2 separate regions of the Sus scrofa genome follow, and region 2 is linked to region 1. Evidence: chromatin contacts called from public promoter capture Hi-C data. All regions are on one chromosome and are shown on one strand. The core of a region is the stretch at or near the end of the contact, and the rest is flanking DNA. Distances in the headings are between cores, read along the strand shown.

Region 1 (5,622 bases), core at 42-2,541:
ACAGCTCTGGGCCTGGGGATTGAACCCAAGTCCCAGAGCTCCAAGATGCTACCACTGATCCATTGCACCACAGCAGGCGCTCCTACCTTGTGCTTCTTATATTGGCCTGTGGATGCCTGAATTCATCACTATTTCAAGTCATTAACTTTTGAAAAAGAGCATCATTTTTAGAAAACTGTTACTAGGTGTCTTTTGTTTGTTTGTTTTGTTTTGTTTTTTGGCCATCCTGAGGTATGCATAAGTACCTGGACCAGGGATCAAACCTGTGCCATAGCAGTGACAACATTGGATCCTTTACCTACCAGGCCACCAGGGAAATCCCTGAGTAATTGTTCTTTACAAGCTCAGGGAAAGATGTCCCAGGGAGGTTAAGGGTAACTTACCTAGTTTTTTTGAAAGTACTTACAATTTCTGAGTGTCTCAGAAACCAAGAATATTGTTGTCCCTGAATGTTTTTTGTTTCGTTTTGTTTTTTACTTACAGAAAACTTGCTTGGATTTTACTACTTTTGCACTGCAGCAAAGACTGCCAAGACTTGTCTTCAAATTTGTCAACAATTCTGGATTTAGCATAAATTTTTCCCTGTAGCATAAATAAACTACATGCAAGAGATTAAGAAAAAGAATGCTAAATAAAAGCAGACTTTTTATAATTAAGGGGCCCCCATGAAAAACCAATAAGAAGCCATGGGGGTGGGTTGCTGGGTCATGTGTGAATTCCTGAGGCAGGAAAGAGGAGGCCAAGAGCAATCTCCAAGCAGAAGGAAAGGGTAATACCTTTAAAGGTTTCAGCTTCTCAGTAAAGTTTAAGGATTTATAGGAGTTCCCATTGTGGTTCAGTGGGTTATGAACCTGGCTAATATCTGTGAGGATTCAGGTTCCATTCCTGGCCTCACTCAATGGGTTAAATCTAGCGTTGCCACAAGCAGCAGTGCAGGTCACAGATGTGGCTGAGATCCAAAGTTGCTGTTGCTGTGTTATGGCTATGGTGTAGGCCAGCAGTTGTGGCTCTGATTCTGATTCAGCCCCTAGCCTGGGAACTTCCATATGCTATAGGTGTGGCCCTAAAAAGAAAAAGAAAACAAAAAACAATAAAACAATAATGATAATAAAACAAAAGCAACTTACAAAATTCTCAGTTAAGGTGTCTGCCTTAGTAACAGACAAGAATAAGATAAGGAGGTAGAAAGAGAATAAAGAATGAAGCACATACAAAGTTACATTGGTGTACACTGGTCCCTGACAGTGGAGACAGTCCCTAAGAGAGTGCTTCTCCCGTTCAGGCTTTTCTCAGTTCCTAACCGAGAGCTCACACTCATTCAATACCATGTCCCAGGAACCTATTAATCTTTTCCGTATTCTATCATTTAAGCTTTAAAATAGTTCTATGTCAAAGTACAATTTTCAAGTTAAAAACATAATTTCATACAGAAATATAATGAATGTATGCCAAAAATACATTTAACTCAATAATAAATGAGGGAACTAGTAAAATATCAAAGTTGGTTTCCAAGAGCATTTCAAGAAGAAGAGTTACATACCAGGAAAGGAACTTTTTAAAGGCTGTTATTGTCTAAAGGCAATAAAATGATAACCTTTGGAATAATTTTTGTTACTTGACAGAAACCTACAAATTAATATGTAACTTCATAATTTGGAGGCTCTAACAAAATAGCAAATTGGAAAGTAAAACAAAGGTACATGCTAGGGATCAAACAACCCTTGGACAGGCCTGATTAAATAATAACCCAGCATGACATTGAAAAGAGATGAAGTCATCCTTTTTATTTCTTATAATTTCTTCTTTAACCTCTAGCCTTTTCCTCTCTAGGCTGAAAGTTCAATGGAGTCAGGAGCTGGTGTGTCTGGTCTTTCTCACCCTCATGAAAATCATGCAAGCATATAATGTGCAGGGTCAGGCACTAACTATGCAGTTAAGAAATGTTTGGCTGAATCAAATTGAGTTTTCAAAAAGGGTAGAAACTTGCATAAAATAAAATAGTAGGTGAGTGGTAGATTTCCTGAGATTTCTTATACCATCCCAGGAGGGAGGTGTATTCATTTCCTGGGACTAGTGTAACAAATGATCACAAGGTTTCACCTTAAAAAACAGACATTTATTCTCTCACAGCTCCGGAGACTGGAAGACTGAAATCAAGGGGTTGGCAGGCACATGCCTCCTCTGAAGGCTCTAGAGAAGAATGCTTCCTAGAATTCCCCTAGAATGCTTCCTAGCTCCTGGGGGTTGCCACCATTGATGGAGTTCTCATCTTTTAGTTGCATCATTCCAATTTTGGGCTTTCTTCACTTGATTGTTTTCCCTCCAGGTGTGTGTGTATCTCTGTGTCTCTTCTCATTAGGATACCAGTGATTGCATTAGGGCCCTCCATAATCTAGAAGGCTCTCATTTTACTTTATATCTTAGTTAAGTCTGCAAAGACTCTATTCCCAAATAAGACCACATTCACAGTGTCATGGGCTAGGACTTGAACATATCTTTATGCGGGACAGGATTCAACTCATTACAGGAGGCCTTGGAGTCAGGAGATCTTGGGTTTGAATTCCTTAAACCCATTTAGTCAGGTGAGCATCTCTTGGCAGTGTCATAGGCTTTCTGCTTTCCCAAGTGCTGCAGAAAAATCCTGTTTTTAGCCAGGTGGAAGTTCAAGAGCCAGGCACTTCTCTTGACTATTTTGCATCAAGTCATCTTGATTTTGTATCTCTAGTTCTAATAATAAATTTCTTTCATGTTCTCTGAAAGAAAGTCCTTGCCTTTTATTCATGTTCTAATAAGTGGGTCCTTATCCTGACCCTGCCATGTCTGAGTTTTGATACTGGCCCAAGAGACCAGTTCTTTGGGGACGCTGTCCATGCCATGCTCTTTCCTGGTATTGACACCAGCACTAGCTGAGTTATTAGAGAGCAGGGAGGGAGCAGATGCTCTACTCTGATTGGATGAGAGGAAAGAGTCTGGAGTTGGCCTCTTCCTGCTTGCCATTGGCCTGACACTCAAGAGGGGTCCTCAACAAATTTCTAATCTGGGTGGATGTCAGTGGCATCCCATCAAGGTGCCTGTGTGAGAGAGGCCTTGCAGCGTGTGCAGATAGTAGCAATTCTGAGCATTTGGTGGCTGTAGAGAGCAGTAATATTTAAGTTTTTAGTTTAAAAAAAAATCTTTCCAGGAGTTCCTGTCATGGCTCAGTGGTTAAGGAATCCAACTAGGAACCATGAGGATTCGGGTTCCATCCCTGGCCTCGCTCAGTGGGTTAAGGATCCGGCGTTGCCGTGAGCTGTGGTGTAGGTCGCAGTTGTGGCTCGGATCCCATATTGCTGTGGCTCTGGTGTAGGCCGGCGGCTAGAGCTCTGATTAGACCCCTAGCCTGGGAACCTCCATATGCTGCGGGAGCGGCCCTAGAAAAGGCAAAAAGACAAAACAACAACAACAACAACAACAAAAACTTTCCAAATTAGTTTTTTTCTTCCCTTTTTATTTCTATTAAAATGTGGTTAATTTACGATGTTCTGCGTATTTCTGCTGTACGGCAAAATGACTCAGTTGTGTCTATATATACATACACACATTCTTTTTTTATATTCTTTTCCAGTATGGTCTGTCCCAGGAGATTGGATATAATTCCCTTGCTATACAGCAAGACCTCATTGCTTATCCATTCTAAATGTTATGGTTTGCATCTACTAACCCCAAACCCCATCCCACCCCCTTCCCCCTCTCCCCTCTCCCTTGGCAACCACAAGTCTATTCTCTTTGTGAGTCTGCTACTGTTGTGCAGATAGGTTTATTTGGGCCATTTTATATTCCATATATGGTATTTGTCTTTCTCTTTCTTAATTCTTCATTTAGTATGATACTCTCCAAATTGATTTTGAAAAATTATAAACTCCCCCTCACACATTTTTGAATTAGCATCTAAAGTTTTGCATCAGTAGTTTAAATAATTGCAAAAGATGTAATTTTGGACATACTGGAATATGTTAACATTTTAAAATAAAACTGTTCAATTAACTCTTTTAAAAGAGTCCAGTGGAATCTAAATCTTATAATGATTTGATATCCATTACTATGTCTTTACATATTCATGAACAAGTCCTTTTAAAATGGTTGGGATTCTTGCATATTTCCCTTTTGCTCCCTCAACTCACATTTCTATTTTAACTCTTCCACAGAATTTAACCCTCAAGTAATACATTTTTAGGCATGAAAGTCTTATTGCTTGTCCTACTTTTCTGCAAAAAATTATATTTTATAAATATATATTTATATGCATATATGTAATTTTCACTTGTCTTCTTAACAATAACTTTAAGACTCTAAGGGTTAAAAATTTTTCTTTTGGGTTGAGTTATTCTAGCCATTATCAGTACATAATAAAAAGAATATAAATATAATACAATTAGATCAATAAGTATAAAATGTAAAATTATTTTAGAAACCCAATTCCAAATGAAATAACTGGATTTTTTTCCCCTCCAATTAGTTCATGAATATATTAATGATTATTATTTATTGCTGGAATGAGGCAGTTTGTATTAATTCTATTTTACTCTTTACCATTTTTACAAAAATACGCTACATAATATTATTCTTATAAATAAGCAAAAATGAAAGGAATTATGTAATAATAATGTCATTAAATCCTTTGAGCTCCTTTTGAACTATGTGCCAAGAATAATAGCAATAAATAATTATTTTACCTCATCTATTAACTGACAATTTAATTAGATCATCTTTCAAATTTGCAATATAAATGAATTGGGAAACTATACAACTTGCAAAATGATTGTTGCCCAATCATCAGAAGAATTTAATTTCTCAAATTTCTGGGAATTATATAGAAAAGGATTTACCCAAACTTAATAAATGATTATTCATTATACTTTGTACTCTTACTTAAAAATACCATGATTAATTTGATATATCAGAGAGAACTGGAAAAATTGAAATGTTTATTTTCTTTAACTTTGTCAACACAATATCTTTTATAAAATGTGTTTATCTTATCACATCATTTAAACATACTTTCATCTAAATCCTGGAGCTGAAAAAAAAAATTTTTTTTTGTCTTTTGTCTTTTTAGGGCTACCCCAGCAGCATATGGAGGTTCCCAGGCTAGGGGTCTAATCAGAGCTGTACCCACCAGCCTATGCCACAGTCAGAGCAACACTGGATCCGAGCTGCGCCTGGCCTGTGACTATACCATAGTTCCTGGCAACACCAGATCCTTAATCCACTGAGCGAGGCCAGGAATGGAACCCACATCCCTCCTAGTGGACACTAGTCGGGCTTACTAACCACTGAGCCATGATGGGAACTGCTGAAAAACTTCTTTATTTGGAAAGCAAAGGGTCTAACTGGCAAACCAATCTTCTTTGTTAGTCCCATAGCCCCAATTAGATTACTCTCAATGGAAAAAAGTCTGATCTCATCTTTCAGTTTAATTTACATGGGCTATACATTTGCAAAAATAGTATTAAAACCACTGTAGAAAGGTGGTAGAACACATTTTATAAAATAATTACTTAAATCAGTCAAGATTTAAATGATGAAAATCTAACACAGTTAATTCATCTGTTGTAACAAGTTATACACAGGGAATAAATCAAA
Region 2 (5,389 bases), core at 1,427-3,926, 51 kb after region 1:
GTTGATGTATGTGAAAAACATTTATAATTTCAAGGAATATGCAAATGCTAGCTTGTCACCAGAGGAAGTTCTTTTTTATTTCTCAAATATATTAAAATTCAGAGTTCCCATTGTGGCTCAGCAGGTTAACAACCTGACACAGTGTCCCTGAAGATGTGGATCCACTTCCTGGCCTTGCTCAGTGGGTTAAGGATCTGGCATTGCTGCAAGGTGTGGTGTGGTTCTCAGATGCGGCTCAGATCTAGCGTTGCTGTGGCTGTGGTGTAGACTCCAGTTGCAGCTCTGATTTGACCCCCAGCCAAGTGTAGCCCTAAAATGGAAAAAACAATTAAAATTCACAGTAAACTATAACAAAAAGCTAACTTTCATATGCACCAAGTGTAGCCCTAAAATGGAAAAAACAATTAAAATTCACAGTAAACTATAACAAAAAGCTAATTTAGGGAATTTAAAAATCCCTAAGTAGATAGATTAATTTACTAACAGAAATAGGAACATGCCTATAGGATCTGCTTGAAAAATCATAATTATTTTCACACAAATGAACTACTTAGATTTAAATGTCAAGCATGTCTCCACAGAATCTGCAGGCTATGTAATTTATTAATCAAGTCAAGCCCTCCTTTTGTTATTTAATCTCCAGAGAGACCAGTATGATCCTTTCTCTTCTTTACTTAGGTATGGAAGAAATAGAAGTCATGCCTTTCATGAATATTTGCTGCTGTCATCAATGTAGTAATGTTGTGGTCAGGCTGGATTGGCTCTTAGGTTTGGAATTTTTTTACCTGGGCCGGGTTTGACTTTTAATTTTGGAGTCTTGTTCAACTTATCTGCAAGTTGTCTTTGCCATAGAGAAAAAGATTCATGTACAGAGGAAGTTATAATATATCCTAAAACCCTTTGTAATTTACAGTAAGAAATACTGTAAACTTACCTTCGTAATTACGCTAATGCACTGCCTTTGCTTTATAGCTCCTAAAGCCTTTTGAATTCATTTATTTCATTTTGGAACCTCATGCCTTAGGACTTTTGAACAGAATGATCTAATTTATTACTAAACTTTTTTTCCCTCTATTTATCAGGTAGAAAATACCAAAAAGTGCAAGAGACCATATCTTAGTTGCCAAAAATAACACACTAGTAACTGCCTTTCACATTTCCTTCCTTTCCTATGCATATGTACATAATTGAGATCATATTGTACATGCCATTTAAATGCCAAAGTTTCCATTTTTTCTTGGTTAAGATGGCAATCTATGACTTTTATAAAACCTTTGGAAAAGTTAAGGAAAACAGAAGTTCAAAGCAGAAAATGAAAGCCACATATAATTCGCTACTGTAATTAACCATTGTGAACATTTTGGTGTATTTCCTTCCAGTGTTTCATCTCTTTTTATTTATTTTTTGGCTGGGCCTGCAGCATGCATAAGTTCTGGAGCCAGGGGTCCCACCCGAGCCACAGCAGTGACCATGCCTAATCCTTAACCGCTAGGCCAACAGGGAACCCCTACTCCTTTTTATTTTTATTGTTTTCTAAACGTAATGGGATCACTCTAAAGTAGGAGTGCTTGGGGAGAGAGACACTGGCTGGGCTGGGAATCAGTCAGCCTCCACTCTAGTCCAGCAGACTGGAAGCTGCAGATCAGCACTCCTCTTTCTGGACAGGGGTAGCAAGTGTGAATATTTTCCTTTAAAGCTCACTGGTGTCCATTTTCTAAGCTGATTTGCGCATTCTTCTTTTTCCCCGACATCCTAAGGCCACAGACACCTGCCCATATTTCAACAAGTTATCTTTGATGCCTTCTGGAAGCCCATTCACTTCTGCTTATTGGGAAGTCTCCTGCCATTTCACCTTCTGCGATGACAGAGAAGGTGGTAGGAGGCCGCGAGTTCGAAACTTCAAAGGGAACTGCAAACCTGAACAGCAGAGTCAGAGCTCTCGCCAGCAGCAGGGCCTCCGGGGCTCCACTAGGACACTCTGTGTGTCTCCGTGGAAGGGTTGAGACCAGAGATGGCCTTTGTGGCTAAGTCCTAGCTCCTGGGGCGGCGGTAGGTCGAGGAGAGGCCAGTCCATCCGCGTTGCTCCTGAGGTATCATCAGAGCACACTTCCACGTGGCTCTGAGTCCTCATATCCTGCTGTTCTCGGGAGGTGTTTTCTCGTCGAGAGAGAGCTTTTGGGCCAGACGCTCGCTCTCCGCCTCTCAGCAGATCCAAGCAGGCCTCAGTTACAGAAAATCAAGGGACCGACCCTCTCCTCCTCCCTTTGCGAGCGTGGAGAAGTGCGTCCCTTCTCGCTTGCCTTATGCCTGGTGAGGCGGGGACCGCACTACCGTGCCGCCAGCCGGAGGGGGGGACGCTCACGTGCGGCCCTCTGCTTTCCAGCCGGTAGCAGTTGCTCCAGCGAAACCGCCGTTCAGACCGCCATGGTCAATATTATATTGTCCGGAGAGTTCGCACAGGAGGCAGAAACGACCATGCGTTCGAGCTCGGCCTCAAACGCGCCCCTTTCCGCCACCCCCCTCTCCCTTTGCCTGGACCGTCCGCAGCTGCTAGCGCGCCAGCAGCTGCCGAGCTGCCTCTGCTTTTGACAGCTCCACTAGAGCACCTCCGGGCCTTGAGTCTGGCTCAAGGGGCGGGACGGGGCGAGGCGGGGCGGGGCAAGCGCGCGCTGGGCGGGGCGAGCGCGAGCCGGAGCGCGAGGAGGGTGCGCGCGAGCTGAGCCGAGCTGAGCGGAGAGAAGCTGGGAGGTGCTGGGGAGAGGCAGGCAGAGCCCCGCCGGCCGCCTGCGGCTCCGCGCCGATCGTGCTGCGTCCCCGGGCTCCGCGTAACCCCACTTCTGCCCAGGCTCTAGCAAAACTTTTATTCTCTGGGGCTCCCCGGGGTGTGTGAAGGACTCGGAGCGATCGGCCCGCTCTGCGCTCCCCTGCAGCGGCGACCGAGGGGACGTGCATCCCTCGCCTGCTAGGCTCTCGCGTCCCGCACTTCCTCACCTGCCGATCGCTCCGCGGAGCGGTGAGGGCACCCGAGGAGGGGCCACGCGGGCGCCAGCACCCCAGAACTCCCCCGCCCACCGCGGCAGATCCGCTCGGCTCAACTTTAACTTGATCCTTCTCGTCCAGCCTCGGCACCCGCGACTGCTGCTGCCACCGCCGGCGTCTTGGCCGCCGCCGCCTCACAAAGGGAGGCGGCGCGGGCGGCGGGCACAGGCGCGGGTGCGCTGGGCACGAGCCTCCGGGCAGCCGAGGCCGGGAGACAAAAGGGAAACTGCCTTGTTCGCCTTGCCGGCTCCGAGCTGCCTGCTTATCTGCCTCCTGCTCCCCCCACCCCACTTTGCTACTGCTCCGCCTCCCTCCCCTCAGGCTGTCCCCGCAGTGCTCCGGGACCCAGCGAGCCTTCGGGGCGTGCGTCGCTGCTGGTGGTTGGGGCTCTAGCGATAATAAATGATAGAGGATACAATGACTTTGCTGTCTCTACTGGGTCGCATCATGCGCTACTTCTTGCTGAGACCCGAGACGCTCTTCCTGCTGTGCATCAGCTTGGCGCTGTGGAGTTACTTCTTCCACACGGACGAGGTGAAGACCATCGTCAAGTCCAGCCGGGACGCCGTGAAGATGGTGAAGGGCAAGGTGGCAGAAATCATGCAGAATGACCGACTGGGGGGACTCGACGTGCTGGAGGCCGAATTTTCCAAGACCTGGGAGTTCAAGAGCCATAACGTGGCTGTATATTCCATCCAGGGCAGGAGAGACCACATGGAGGACCGCTTCGAAGTTCTTACGGACCTAGCCAACAAGACGCACCCGTCCATCTTCGGGATCTTCGACGGTCACGGGGGCGAGGTAGGAGTTCTCTGAGGATTTGAATGTGTGTGCGTGTGTGTGTGCGTGTGTAGACAACAGGAGAGTTGTGTGCACAGCGGGGTAGGACCTGAGTGCGAGGGGTGTGGTAATGACCTGGTGGCAGGCTGGACAAAGCCACTAGTTCCGAATGTGGCGAAGTTGCCAAAAATACTGCTTGACCCAGACTTTTTGTACTGAGGGTCATTCATAACCCATTTCTTGCCTCATAATTTATGAGGTTTCCCAAGGCCGGAACCCCGCAAATGACTGTGCTAGTTTTGCTGGGAGAGTTGATGGTTTCTACAGTAAACTTTGGCCCTGGGCCTCAGCGCCCCTGTTGTGGGCGCTGAGGCCGAGCTAGGCACAAAGCAGGAAGAAAGTATCTTCGTTTCTCATCAGGGAAAAGGCAAAATCTGCAAAGCCGAGTCAGCGAGGGTTCAGTGAGGATGAAGGAAGCCGTGACTCCTTCCCATCGCTTTGGCTCTGAGGAGGAATCCAAGGAGCAGCTCTGCGCGTCTTCCCAATTCCATTAACTTTTTTGACAGCAGAGCTTCACTGGCTGCCTGCCTTTAGCCGATCGAGGTGCGGGACCAAGATGCCTCTGGCCTTTGCAGAGGTGGCAGTGCCCGCAGAGGCAGCGGTGCCCAGATCTCGCCCCGCGACCTGCCCAGCGTGGGACGCAGATATCTCCCTGCTTTAAATTCCTTTGTTTGACGTTCATGTGGGAGCAAGAGCTGATGTTAGAGGCCGGTTCAGGTCCCTCTCCTACATTTCTGCGGCACTCTGATTGCTCTCCCGGGCTCAGATTTCCTGGAGGTCGGGGCGAAAATTGACTTTGGTCCTTGGGCATCGGCGCAGGATAAGTGAGTGGCAAATGTGGCTCCAGCACTGTGTTCCAAAGAGCATTAAGCCGGCCACCCCATCTCTAAATTTGACAGTTTGGAAGAGTTTCATTGTTGCATTTACCGCCCCCCCCCCCATACTTAATTGCTCATATCCTGGCTTTCCCCTTTGCCACCCCTTCTTCTTCATTCTACCCCCACCCGCCTGGCCGGGCACCAACCATACTCCCATCCAACTTTCCCCCAGTTCTCTATTTGGAGCCTCTGGTCTCTGGGTGGGCTGTAGGGGAGGTCATTCTCTTTGAAGCTTGTTCTTTGGCCTTTGTTTTGGGTGAAAACAATTGGTTATTTTAACTGCATTTTCTCTTTGATACAAAGTCACATCATCCACCACTCTGCTAGTCTTTCCAACATACTCTACCTACCTGCCTGGTAGAACCAACTCTGCTAGGAATGACAAACTTAGTTGGAAAATTTATTTCATAGAGCTGAAATCAGTTTTTCTTATTTTCCATCCACCCTAGCCCTTTCTGTGTTGTGTGTTTCAAAATGAAGTTTTCTCACTGATTGTAATTTTGTAGCCTCCCTTGTAGTGTGGAGTTCCTTCCTTTCCCCTTGTGTAGGCAGAAGATGTGAAGTAGAGGAAAGGGATGCTGTGTATTTGGGTGAAAACACATTTGCAAGACAAGGTTACCAGCATGACTGTT

What was found. Promoter capture Hi-C pulls out the DNA fragments that hold promoters and counts their contacts.
Region 2: a contact with region 1 is called in a promoter capture Hi-C map of liver, with 4 times the contacts expected there. The contact joins the promoter of PPM1L here to the enhancer-like site in region 1. A contact is called at or near these places in 1 of 5 promoter capture datasets (liver), 5 of 47 Hi-C or Micro-C datasets (embryonic fibroblasts, epiblast stem cells, liver and 1 more) and 1 of 2 datasets of contacts at active chromatin or transcription factors (skeletal muscle).

The regions. Positions count from the first base shown.
Region 1 is chr13:100,389,935-100,395,556 of Sscrofa11.1, forward strand. No RefSeq gene overlaps it. Among named protein-coding and RNA genes, the nearest start is that of ARL14, 45 kb to the left of the region's middle. Within about 2 kb of position 1,292, at least 6 of the 83 cell types and tissues checked have an H3K27ac peak or open chromatin away from gene starts, as enhancers often do. A contact at or near this core is called in liver, where this site is marked.
Region 2 is chr13:100,439,769-100,445,157 of Sscrofa11.1, forward strand. PPM1L (protein phosphatase 1L) reads left to right here and starts at 2,677. Exons shown (of 4, transcript XM_021069737.1): 1 at 2,677-3,840. The coding sequence starts at 3,442.